2 separate regions of the Gossypium hirsutum genome follow, and region 2 is linked to region 1. The links are chromatin contacts, called in public Hi-C maps. All regions are on one chromosome and are shown on one strand. The core of a region is the stretch at or near the end of the contact, and the rest is flanking DNA. Distances in the headings are between cores, read along the strand shown.

The links. Hi-C and Micro-C count contacts between places; a contact is called where the count stands out from the background.
Region 2: a contact with region 1 is called in a Hi-C map of leaf, with 2.0 times the contacts expected there. The contact joins the promoter of LOC107951810 here to the promoter of LOC107951938 in region 1. A contact is called at or near these places in 2 of 34 Hi-C or Micro-C datasets (callus and leaf).

What each region holds. Positions count from the first base shown.
Region 1 is chrA02:82,790,891-82,796,508 of Gossypium_hirsutum_v2.1, forward strand. LOC107951938 reads right to left here and starts at 1,375. Exons shown (of 2, transcript XM_016887123.2): 1 at 999-1,375. The coding sequence starts at 1,150.
Region 2 is chrA02:82,991,369-82,996,728 of Gossypium_hirsutum_v2.1, forward strand. It overlaps LOC107951810 (transcription factor bHLH87), which reads left to right and starts at 3,952. Exons shown (of 4, transcript XR_001698621.2): 1 at 3,952-4,227; 2 at 5,196-5,339.

The DNA.
Region 1 (5,618 bases), core at 125-2,624:
TCAACATGTGAAGCAAAATAAATGGTTGTTGCAACATGCACGTGTTAAGCAATTTGGTTGAAGAATATTTTGAGTGAATTATCTATTATAAAAGAAAGTCCAATTACAATTTATATTGACAACAAGTCCACAATATCTCTTACAAAGAATCTAGTGTTTCATTGTAGAAGCAAGCATATCGATACAAAGTATTATTTTATTCAAGAGCATGTGAAGAATAAAACAGTGGAGTTAATTTACTACAGAACATAAGATCAATTGGCAGATATTTTTACGAAGCCATTGAAAACGGACGTATTCTATAAACTCAAAGAAAAGATTGGAATGAAAAGCTCGATTTAATGGGAAGTGTTAGAAATCAAACCGACTTTTAAAGTCAGCTAAGTATGTAGATAACGTGGTTTAGTAAGTGACAGCTGACTAATGATTTCTTAAGTCTTTTAAGTATGTAGATGAGGCAACAAAGAGACTAGCTTGCAAGATGGATAGTAAGCTGTCAAAATTGGTCTGGAGCTTGAAAAATCAATAACGTGGCAGCAGGGACTAAAATGATGATAATGATAAATGTGCTGAAAGGTTCGTGAAATATTGAAGGTTAAGGATGAAAGGATAATTATGACAGTAGGCAAAAATTCTTAATGTCGATTAAAACTTTATTATAAATATAGTTCATGGGTTGGTATAATAGATCCTGAAAAAAAAATAATAACAAAAAGAAAAGGTTTTGCGAGTGAAGAGAGTTGTAAACTAGCAGCAGAATAGAATTAAAAAGATAATTGTATTTGTGTTATTTGCGTAATAAAATTAGTATTTCAGCTTGTAATTATCCATCACGCTTCCAACCGTTAGAATAGATTCAAATATAATATAGTCAATTATTATTAATCAAATGAAAATCAAATCTAATTAAAAAAAGAATCAAATCCAAATCGAACTCATTACTATTATTATTAGTCAATTTTCAGTTTTTATTTTTTCCATATTTTCTGGGGCCTAACCTGGACAGGTCGTCAGTCGTGACCCATACTTGTTGGCAAGAAGCTCGAGGCTGTAAAGGAGGCATTGACGGTTCGTGCCGTGGCCTTGGCCTCCGTCTGAAGGTCCGTCGCAGGGTCCCCTCTCGACGCCTACAGAGTCGCCGAAGAACCATCTCCTCTTGGTCCGGCTTCTACCTCCCGGTTCTACCAAAGTAGCTCGCGGTCCCAATTTGTAGCCCTTGGATTTCGAAATTGAAAACCCTTTCCTCACTTTTAATTGAAAGAGTGAACCCTAGCTGAAACGAGATTCATGGCCGCCATTGCTGAAACTTTCCCTCTGCTTCAACAAATGGAAAATAATTGGAGCCATTATGTATTATCATTATTGTCAAAATCATCTTTCGAGTTTTTTACCATTATATTATAAAAAAAATTATATTTGAAAATAGATTGTCAGCTAAATTAATTACGAAAATAGTATTTTTTTAAGTTGTGTTTATCTGATAGGCGTAACCTATTTTTTTAATATTAATTTTTTTGTTTAAAAAATTATTATTATATTATTTTTTAATAGTTATATTAATATATATATAAAAATATGAGTTTTATACAGGTAAAAAATACTCGAAACGGGTCGTGCCTGTTAGGTAGGCGCGACTAGTCGCGCTTGACAGGTAGGCACAACAACCCTCACCTGCTGCTGTTGCTGTCACTGCTTTTGCTGCCCCTGCATGCTGCCCATATTTTCTCCATGCATGAGTTATATCACTCATAGAAAAAAAAAACTTTATGGGGACCTTATAAGCATGGTCCCTCCAAGTTGAAGCAAACACCGATTGTGAGAAAGAAAGGAGAGAAAGGAGAAGGAGAAGAAGAAGGAAAAAGAAGAAGAAAAAAAAAGGTAATGTATTATTTTAGTAATTTATTATAAAATTATGGTGTTTTGTGAGTTTTTAGCAATGTAAATTTTAAAAAAAAATTGTATAGTTATTTTGTTAGTAGTTTATGATTAGGTTATAAATTATTAGTGTTTTGTATTTTGTTATAGTTATTTGTTTTGTTAATAATTTATGGGATTAGGTTACAAATTGTTAGTGTTTAGTGTATTAGTGTATTAGTGTATTGTGATTTTTTTAGTAATAATATATTTAAAAAAAAATAATTTTATAGTTGATTAGGTTATATAAATTGTTAGTGTTTAGTAGTTTAGTGTATTAGTATATTGTGTTTTTTTAGTAATATATTTAAAAAAAATAATTTTATAGCTATTTTATTAGTAATTTAAGATTAGATTATATAAATTGCTAGTGTTTAGTGGTTTAGTGGTTTAATGTATTGTGATTTTTTTAGTAATATATTTTTAAAAAATATTTTTATAGCTATTTTATTAGTAATTTAATATTAGGTTATATAAATTGTTAGTGTTTAGTGGTTTAGTGTATTATGATTTTTTATTTAGTAATGTATTTAAAAAAATAATTTTATAGTTATTTTGTGTTAGTAATTTATGATTATAAATTGTTAGTGTTTATAGTTTAGTGTTTTGTGATTTGTGATTTTTTAATGTCATTTTTATATAATGTAATTTTATATTATTATTTATTTATTTGATAATTTTTATTGATTTATTAAAATGTTGATTAATTTGTTGTTATATAATTTTATAGGTTATTTGGATGTTCTTCTAATTAGGTATGTTTCTAGTTCTTTTTTTTTTTAAATTCGAATGTTTTTTATATTTAGATAGTTTATATGTTTTTAATTATATTATTACTGTTATCTAACATAATTTTTTATTGTAGGTAAATAATGGGAAATTATGAGATATTTATCGTGTTTGTTTCTAAAATTTGAAATAATTTATTGTATCTTTTGAAATAAGAAAAAATGAATTCAATTTTTTTTAAATTGCAGATTTGTAACAAATGGGTTCTTTGATTGATAATACAAATCACATATCAAGTACCATTAATGAGATGGTAATAAAATTTTTATTTCATAGTTATGTTATTTGTTGAATTAAATTATATTGTATTAACTATTTCGCTAATATAATAATGTCAGGAGCCGTACCGCGTATTGAGAGGCCGTGTTAATAGTATAGGATTTCGGCCAGATGAACGCCTAATACCGTTCTTGGAGTTAGCCGGGTTTGGATCAGTGGCATTGATCCGGACTTTTGATTTGCGATATGACTTGATTTCCGCTTTAGTCGAGCGATGGCGTCCGGAGACCCACACATTTTATTTGCCGTGCGGGGAGTGCACCATCACTCTAGAAGACGTTGCACTACAGCTCGGGCTCCCCATCGACGGGAACTCGGTCACGGGCATAAGTTCGATCTCCAGGCCGGCAACCCTTTGCTATAAATTACTTGGACACTCGCCAAGTGAGGGGAAATTTCCCAGTTTGAGATTTTCATGGCTAAAGGCCAATTTTTGAGTATTTGCCGAGTACTGCCAATGAATGGGAGGTGATGCAGGCCATTCAAGCTTACATTATGCACCTTATAGGTGGTGTACTTATGCCGGATTCAAACGATAGTACGATTCACTTGATGTACTTACCCCTATTATCTAATTTGCATAACACCCGTTCATACAGTTGGGGTTCCGCAGTGTTAGCCATGTTGTATCGTGAACTTTGTCGGACGACAGATCCTTCTGCGATGGACATAGGCGAATGCCTCATACTGCTGTAGTCGTGGGCACTTTACCGGATGCCATTCTTGGCATCAATTAGTCACCAATCATATCTATTTCCACTCGTTAATAGGTGATGAATTTTTATGCGTTATAACAATTAGTTGACTTTTTTTTGGATTATGTTGTTCTAACAATTTTTTCGTAGATGGAGCACAAATCCAGGTATCGGGAGGTCATACACGGTTTTGATATACCGTCTGATGATTGAGAATCATTCTGGAGAGGGGGTAAGTTTTTCCAATATCAATTTAATTTTATTATTTTATTTCACTCAACCTGCGTTAATATAAAAATGTGATTAACTGTGAAGTTCATTTGGATGCCGTATTCTGTTCTAGAAATTATGGCGATTATTCCCTCTTCTACCTGCGTCCACTCAAACTTATGGTGCATTAGCGCACCCGTTATCAATTTTCAAATAGTAGAGTGGTATCATGGCGATCGAGTACTTCGGTTGCATACAATGTATCCCGAGTTCGCCAGTACGATTGAGGGATATCCATGGGATGACCAGGAGGGGGAAGCATGGGCTTGATTGGGGAGATGAGCATGAATAATATGTTACGATGTGGAACAATCAGTTTGGGAGGGTACCTCAGATGGATCGTGGTTTGGATCTCCAGCCCTCGTTACAGTACCTACAATTGTACTGTGAGATAGGGAAACCATTTTTGTTTGGTGGGTGGTCGATGGTAGTCCTCCGATATACGACACGAATTGGGCAACATCTCCCAGATCCACATCATGCACCAAAGCCGGAGCCAGAGCCGGAACTACACTCTGGAGGTAGTTCTTATCATCCAGATTTAGGGGGCGATGACTATTTCTCCGGCTCCTCAGGCCACGGATATCATTCAGAGTTTGATATCTTCAGCCCACTACCACCTCAGTACTCCAGTCATCCCGGCTCATATTTATCTCAGTACTCCGTTCCTTCCGGCCCGTATCCACCCATGTACTCAACTCCTCCAGAGCCGTATTCACCGCCGTACTCTACTCCTCCCGACCCGTATCCACCGTCGTATTCTACTCCTCCCGGCTCAAGTTCATCGATAGCATTTGAAACATATGATTTTTCGTCTATGTTTCACACACCCCCACATACGGATGAAGAGAACGTTGGTCGCCATAGTCGCCCACAACGTGAACGTCGGGCTCCACCAAAATATACCCCTAAAACCACACCATCAAACCATCAATTTTAGGGGGTTTTGTAATATAAATAACTTCATTTTTATGTAATAAATTTTTTGGCATTTTATTTATCAATTTAATTTATTTTTGGCAAATTATGTAATGACTATTTATGTAATGAGTTTTTTTATCATTTTATTACAAAGGATAGTCATCATTCCCCTGGTTGAAGAATGTAATTATAATAGTAAATGAAATACATAATAAATCCGGGTTAAGTATATATGAACACAAATAGTCATGCTTCACCCGGAGTAGGTCTGTAAATTATATATAAACATGTGCTTTGAAGGCCAATTTTGGATTTGCTTGGGTTGAAGTACATAATAGCAAAAAAAAGAGGAGTATTAAAAACAATCAATCTTAAAATGCTTAAAAAATCCATTTAATGCTATTCGGCTGGACTTTTTCTTCCAACATGTAATGAACAACACCTTAATTTCTATCCAATCGCGATAATTGTCCAATATGGTAGTTTCAGAGCAGGCATTTATTCTGATTATGACCGGGTAATCTGCATACTCCACACAACTTCCCATTGAATTTCTCTCTAATGTCCATTTCGTTATGGATTCTAGATGATTGCGAACGACCTTTTGGGTTCCTACGCAACCCTTTGTCTGGGACAAGCTCGAATGTCGTCGGAGGAACCTCTAGATAGGTTAGGAAGCACGGGAACTCATTCTCTCATACAAGCAACGTGCGTTCGAGGGTATACACTTCGTTCATAAATTGATCTACA
Region 2 (5,360 bases), core at 2,702-5,201, 200 kb after region 1:
TACATGCCACACGCTAAACACACACACACAAAAAAAATCTATACAAGCATTTTTAAGTCAAAAGTTGAGTACTAGATGTTGTTGTACTCCTCGAGACTTCAATATTTAACAATAACATACACTAAACAATAGGACTCAGTGGTGCTAACATGATTTGAACCAATAATTCAAATTGAAACAAGATTATAAAGACAATCAATTTGAAATCTAATTAACAATTAGTATTAAGTTTGCATTTCATGTCTGATGTGCATAGTCTGATACTACATTTCATTTGGCATGTCATATATGAACACATAATCTTATTTATCATCATATCACAACTACATATGTGTCCTAGCATATCAACAAATCCATTTCTTTTCTCATTTCTATCTCAAATCCACTAAATCGATTTATATCCATATTGGCCCTTAAGGCTTGTTTTAATCAGTTCGCATGATATTTGACATGCCATCTTTTGTCACTTAAACATTTATATACAAGATATAAAATTTACTATTAAAATTTCATATCAAATGTCACTTAGAAAAATATATGTTTTATTATCCCTATTAATTAGACACGAGCTCAAGACGAATACATGAATCATCCAACCATCACACCAATATATTTGGCACCCAATGCTTCATCGATATGTCTGAAGTATAATATACACTCCGCTCCTCATCGATATAAATCGAAGTAAAGTGTGACCAACACTCATTGAAACGTCCGAAGTATAATATGCCCATACACTAATCCTTTGACATACTAACTATACTTGACTCTACTTGAGATCGTTAATAGGGTAACCAATGTTTTCAAACATATACATATATACATGATCTTCACATCATAATTTCAAAAAAAAATCTATTATATCAAGCTTAATTCAATACATACCATTTCATATCATCATATGAATACCAAATCATGAGACAAGTAAAGTTGTTACCTTAATTGAGCTAGTGTGTAACAAGGCATATATATTGATTTCAAATCATGAAAGCACAAACCAAGATTAGCTATTCGTCTACCACTCTCGCCTTTCCTTTATCTCGGGATAGCCCAATGTCGTATTTATCTACGTACGATAATTCAAGTTTAGAAACGATATTAGTTTTTACCCAATCACTTGAAATCACATAATCAAATATAGTTTTCATTTTATTAATTTTAGTCCTTATATCTGAAATACTCATATTTTTTTATATTTAACATCGGATCAAAATCCAATTTCATATCCTTTCATTGGGGACCTTATGCTTCTAATATATTGCATAATTTCTTAATAGTTTTCAATTTATTCAATTTAGCCCTTAATGTCATAAATCAATTATATAGCTTAATTGAATTTCTAATAAAATTCAACACTTTTCTCTAATTTTCAACTTAGTCCTAACATGCTCAAAACTCATACTTCAAGTTCTCATCAAAATCAAACTCAAGTTCACCAAATATCTATTAACGGCAATTTGATAAACATTTAACAATTGAAAAATCTAATGTACGGATAAGCTTAATCAAGCTTAGATGATCATGAAAACATAAAATTTCAAAAGAAATAGCATGTTTACCTTATGGATTTTGAACCAATTTGTAAAAGAAAACAAAAGGGAATTTCCTTATTTTTCCCTTCACTTGGACGACCAAAGCAAATTAAAAGGATGAAGACTTTATCTTTCTCTCCACTAAGTTATTTATATATACTTAGATTAGTGTTGTTAATCAACCTTAGTTAATTTAAACTTTAACCTTAAAACTTAAATAATCTAATAATTAATCCTTCTTAAAGATAAGTAAGTGGATGAATATCAACATCCACTAATTCCTCACATTGATGGTTAAATAACAATTTGGTCCCTTGGCTAATTGCTAGTTGGGTCCATATGCATTTTTATAAATTAAAATTCAATAGCGACTGAACTATAACAATTTTAGTCTCTTTACTTTAATTAATGGTTTTCTTGATTAAATTACGTGACTGTTTACTAATATATTTTCATACTAATTTCGTAAATCCTTCTATTCATATTTTCACTGACTCAGTTTACGGAATTGAGTTTCAAAACTATATTTTCCAACATTTTCTAAAATTGAGTTGTTACACTCAAGGCGAGAAGGAACATATATTGAAATTTATCTCTTTGACGATCAAAATCACAAAAGCGGATTGAAGGACCAAAAGTTAGAGAATTCTTGAGGAAAGTTTTGGTGCTGATTTTGAAAAAAAAAGTTTTATTAGAAGAGAATGAGATTTTTGGGTTATTTGTTGGAGGTCCCTAATCGTCGATTCATCGACAGACATGATGATAAAGTGCAACTAGGGTTTTGACAAAAAAAAAATAGAAGAGGAAGAGAAAGGGACACCACGACGAAGAAAATTTTTTTAATTAACAATTAAAATGTAAAAGTAATTAGGGTAGGCTATACAAATGGTCACCAAACTATGCCTGTTTCTCTCTTTTGGTCACCTAACTTTAAAAAATTAAAATTTAGGCGCTACTATTTGAATTCATTCCTCTTTTGGTCCCCCGTCGTTGAATTGATAACTAAAAGCCTTATTTAATTGGTATAGTAACACATTTAGTTCACAATACTTACATATTTTATCAATTTGATCCTCAAACTTTCAAACCAAAGCTTTCACCGTTTAAAATAGAGGCATCCCACATCCATAAATTTGTAAAACCCAAAAAGAAAAGAAATTTTCTCAACTAGGGATGCCTCTATTTTGGGTTTTACAAATTTATAAATGTGGGATGCCTCTATTTTAAAAGCTGAAAGCTTTGGTTAGAAAGTTTAAGGATCATTTTGATAGAATTTGTAAATATGAAGGGTTAATTTTTTTTAATTATTTAGAATTAGGATCAAATTAATAAAACATGTAAGTATTGTGAACTAAATGTGTTAGCATACCAGTTAGAATAAGGCTTTTCATTATCAATTCAACTACAGGTGACCAAAACAAGAAGGCGAGCATTGTTGTATGACCATTTGTATAATTTACGCAAGTAATTAATTAAATTTATTTATTTATTTTAATTATGGAAATTTAAAAATATATTAGAAGGGAATTAACTTTTGTTAAAACATGTCACAATTTCATTGAATTTTATTAAAAATATTTATTTTGTTTTATTTTATTTATGTTTTATTTAATATGTTAGGTTTAAAAAAGGGAAATTTTAATACAAGTCCCTCTTCTATACCATTCAGCATTTTCCTTGGGTCCACCATGTTAGTACATGTTAGAGTTTAACACTATTAAATTTAAGTACTAAAAGGTTGAATACAAATCGGATAAATTGAAAGAACATGTATTATATATAGTAGTGAAAATTTTATTAAAGTATAAAGGTAAATTTTTTTAAAATATATTTATTACATAATTTTTTATTTATAATCTAATTGTTATAATTTGAATGGGTATTGTTTAAAAATTATATTTATTATTATACCGGTAACTTCTTTATTTTTTTATTTTTTATTTTGAAGATGAAAGATAAATAATGCAGACGCAAATCACAACTGAACCGTTGAAAGTTGGAGTCTTGGATGATTGAAATACTCCATGGTCCCCACAGTCCCCCTGTTTAGATTTCGCCCACGTGGGAGATGGCTATCCATTTATGGAAGCTCCCAATCATGATGCGCCACATGTGATCCGGAGTGTTGCCTTCACGTGTTCATAACGGTTTAGGATTTTTGCAGAAATAACGCGGGAGAGAGGATCATAGCGGCATTTATTTGGATTTTGATAAGAGATAGGGGGACCATCCGATAAATTACAAAAATATTAGGCCACCATTAACAATACTTGTGGACCTATCTTCATTTTAATATTTTCAACACATCGGCCAGCCTGATTAACGCACAGAGGTGAATTGCTTGAATTAAATTTTAGTACCCAGGAAATGTTAAAAATAATGGACTCCCAAATGAGCATGAAAAAGATTGAGAATAGGTGGCACCCGACATATCTTTCAATAAGATCATGGATGGTTTGGTAATTGTGACAGGATAAATCAAGTTCAACCGTCAAACTCTCTAGGATTTAAGACCAACTACTTCTAATTACTGAAAACACTCATTTAATGCTCCTTCCTTGTATATATTCTCACTGCTTATCTGCAGATTTGGTGAAGAAAAACGCCACATAGTTGACAATATAAGGGAAAGGTTGGCAGTGGCATATACAAAGGGGAACCCATTCACTGAGTTGTAATGATGGGGCGCATGTGGGTACGACTCTCTTTTCTTTTCTTTTCTCTATTCTATTTCTTTCTCTGCTTTCCCTCTTGCAAGTACAACCATCTGTATTTAATAAAGTGAAATGAAAATATATTATATGTATGTTATATTAGAATGGTTGAAGAGACAAAATTCTGTAAGCAACTTGCTTTCTGCACTGTCTATATATCTATTATCTTCTGCCTCTGATCCTCTGATTATCCCTTTCCTTTGGCCTGCAAACATATATCAGGCAGTCCCCCACTACTCAAAATGGCAATCTATGAAGCGTAGCTGCTGTTTAATTGATGCCACTGTACTGAAATGTTTAAATTCACCTCACCCTTATAAACGAGCATTTAATTCTGATATGTGGGTAGGTACCATAGTTGAGACTGGAAACTGGGATACCAGTCATGATTAATTAGAGACTGTCAAATAGATGCTTGTTTTGACTGCAGTTTTTTTTTTTGAAACTTTACAGTGCACATTAAATTTCCATGAGCAACCAAAAGGATGTCATGTCAGATTATTTCCCGCACTAGAAATATATATATATATATTATTAAACTATATAGTTTAAATATGCTTCACTAATATCTCAAATGCTCCCCATCTGCAGAAATATATATCCATACACACCCACCAAACTGACCCAGAAAGCCTTATCTTTTCCACACTCCACATTACTGATTACACCTCTTTTCAACTTTTGAAACTATGTTATTTTATGTTAAGCTATTCTTTTTTTCTTTTATTTTAAGTCCTAATACAAAGTATTTGTTGGATTATAAAACTAGTTCTCTTTTTTTTGTTTTTTTTTCCCTTACCTATCTATATAAGCATGCATGCCTTTTAACAACATTACTGAGTGTGTCAACTATGTTTATATACAGAATAGCTTAAGGTAGATGAAAAATCTAATTCCCTTAACTCGTCGTATGCATGATTTTGTTTATGGTTTCATGTTTATCATTCAGTTTCCATGACTGATGCTTCGTGATCAAGAATTAGAGAGGATTTGGTCCAACTTAGTCTCTGTTAAAAGAATTGCGACAAATATTTTTCACTTGTGTCTTTTTGTCGAAGCCAAACTCAACCAGCTGCAGTAGGATCTGGATTTGGTATGTACTTTTACTCAAATT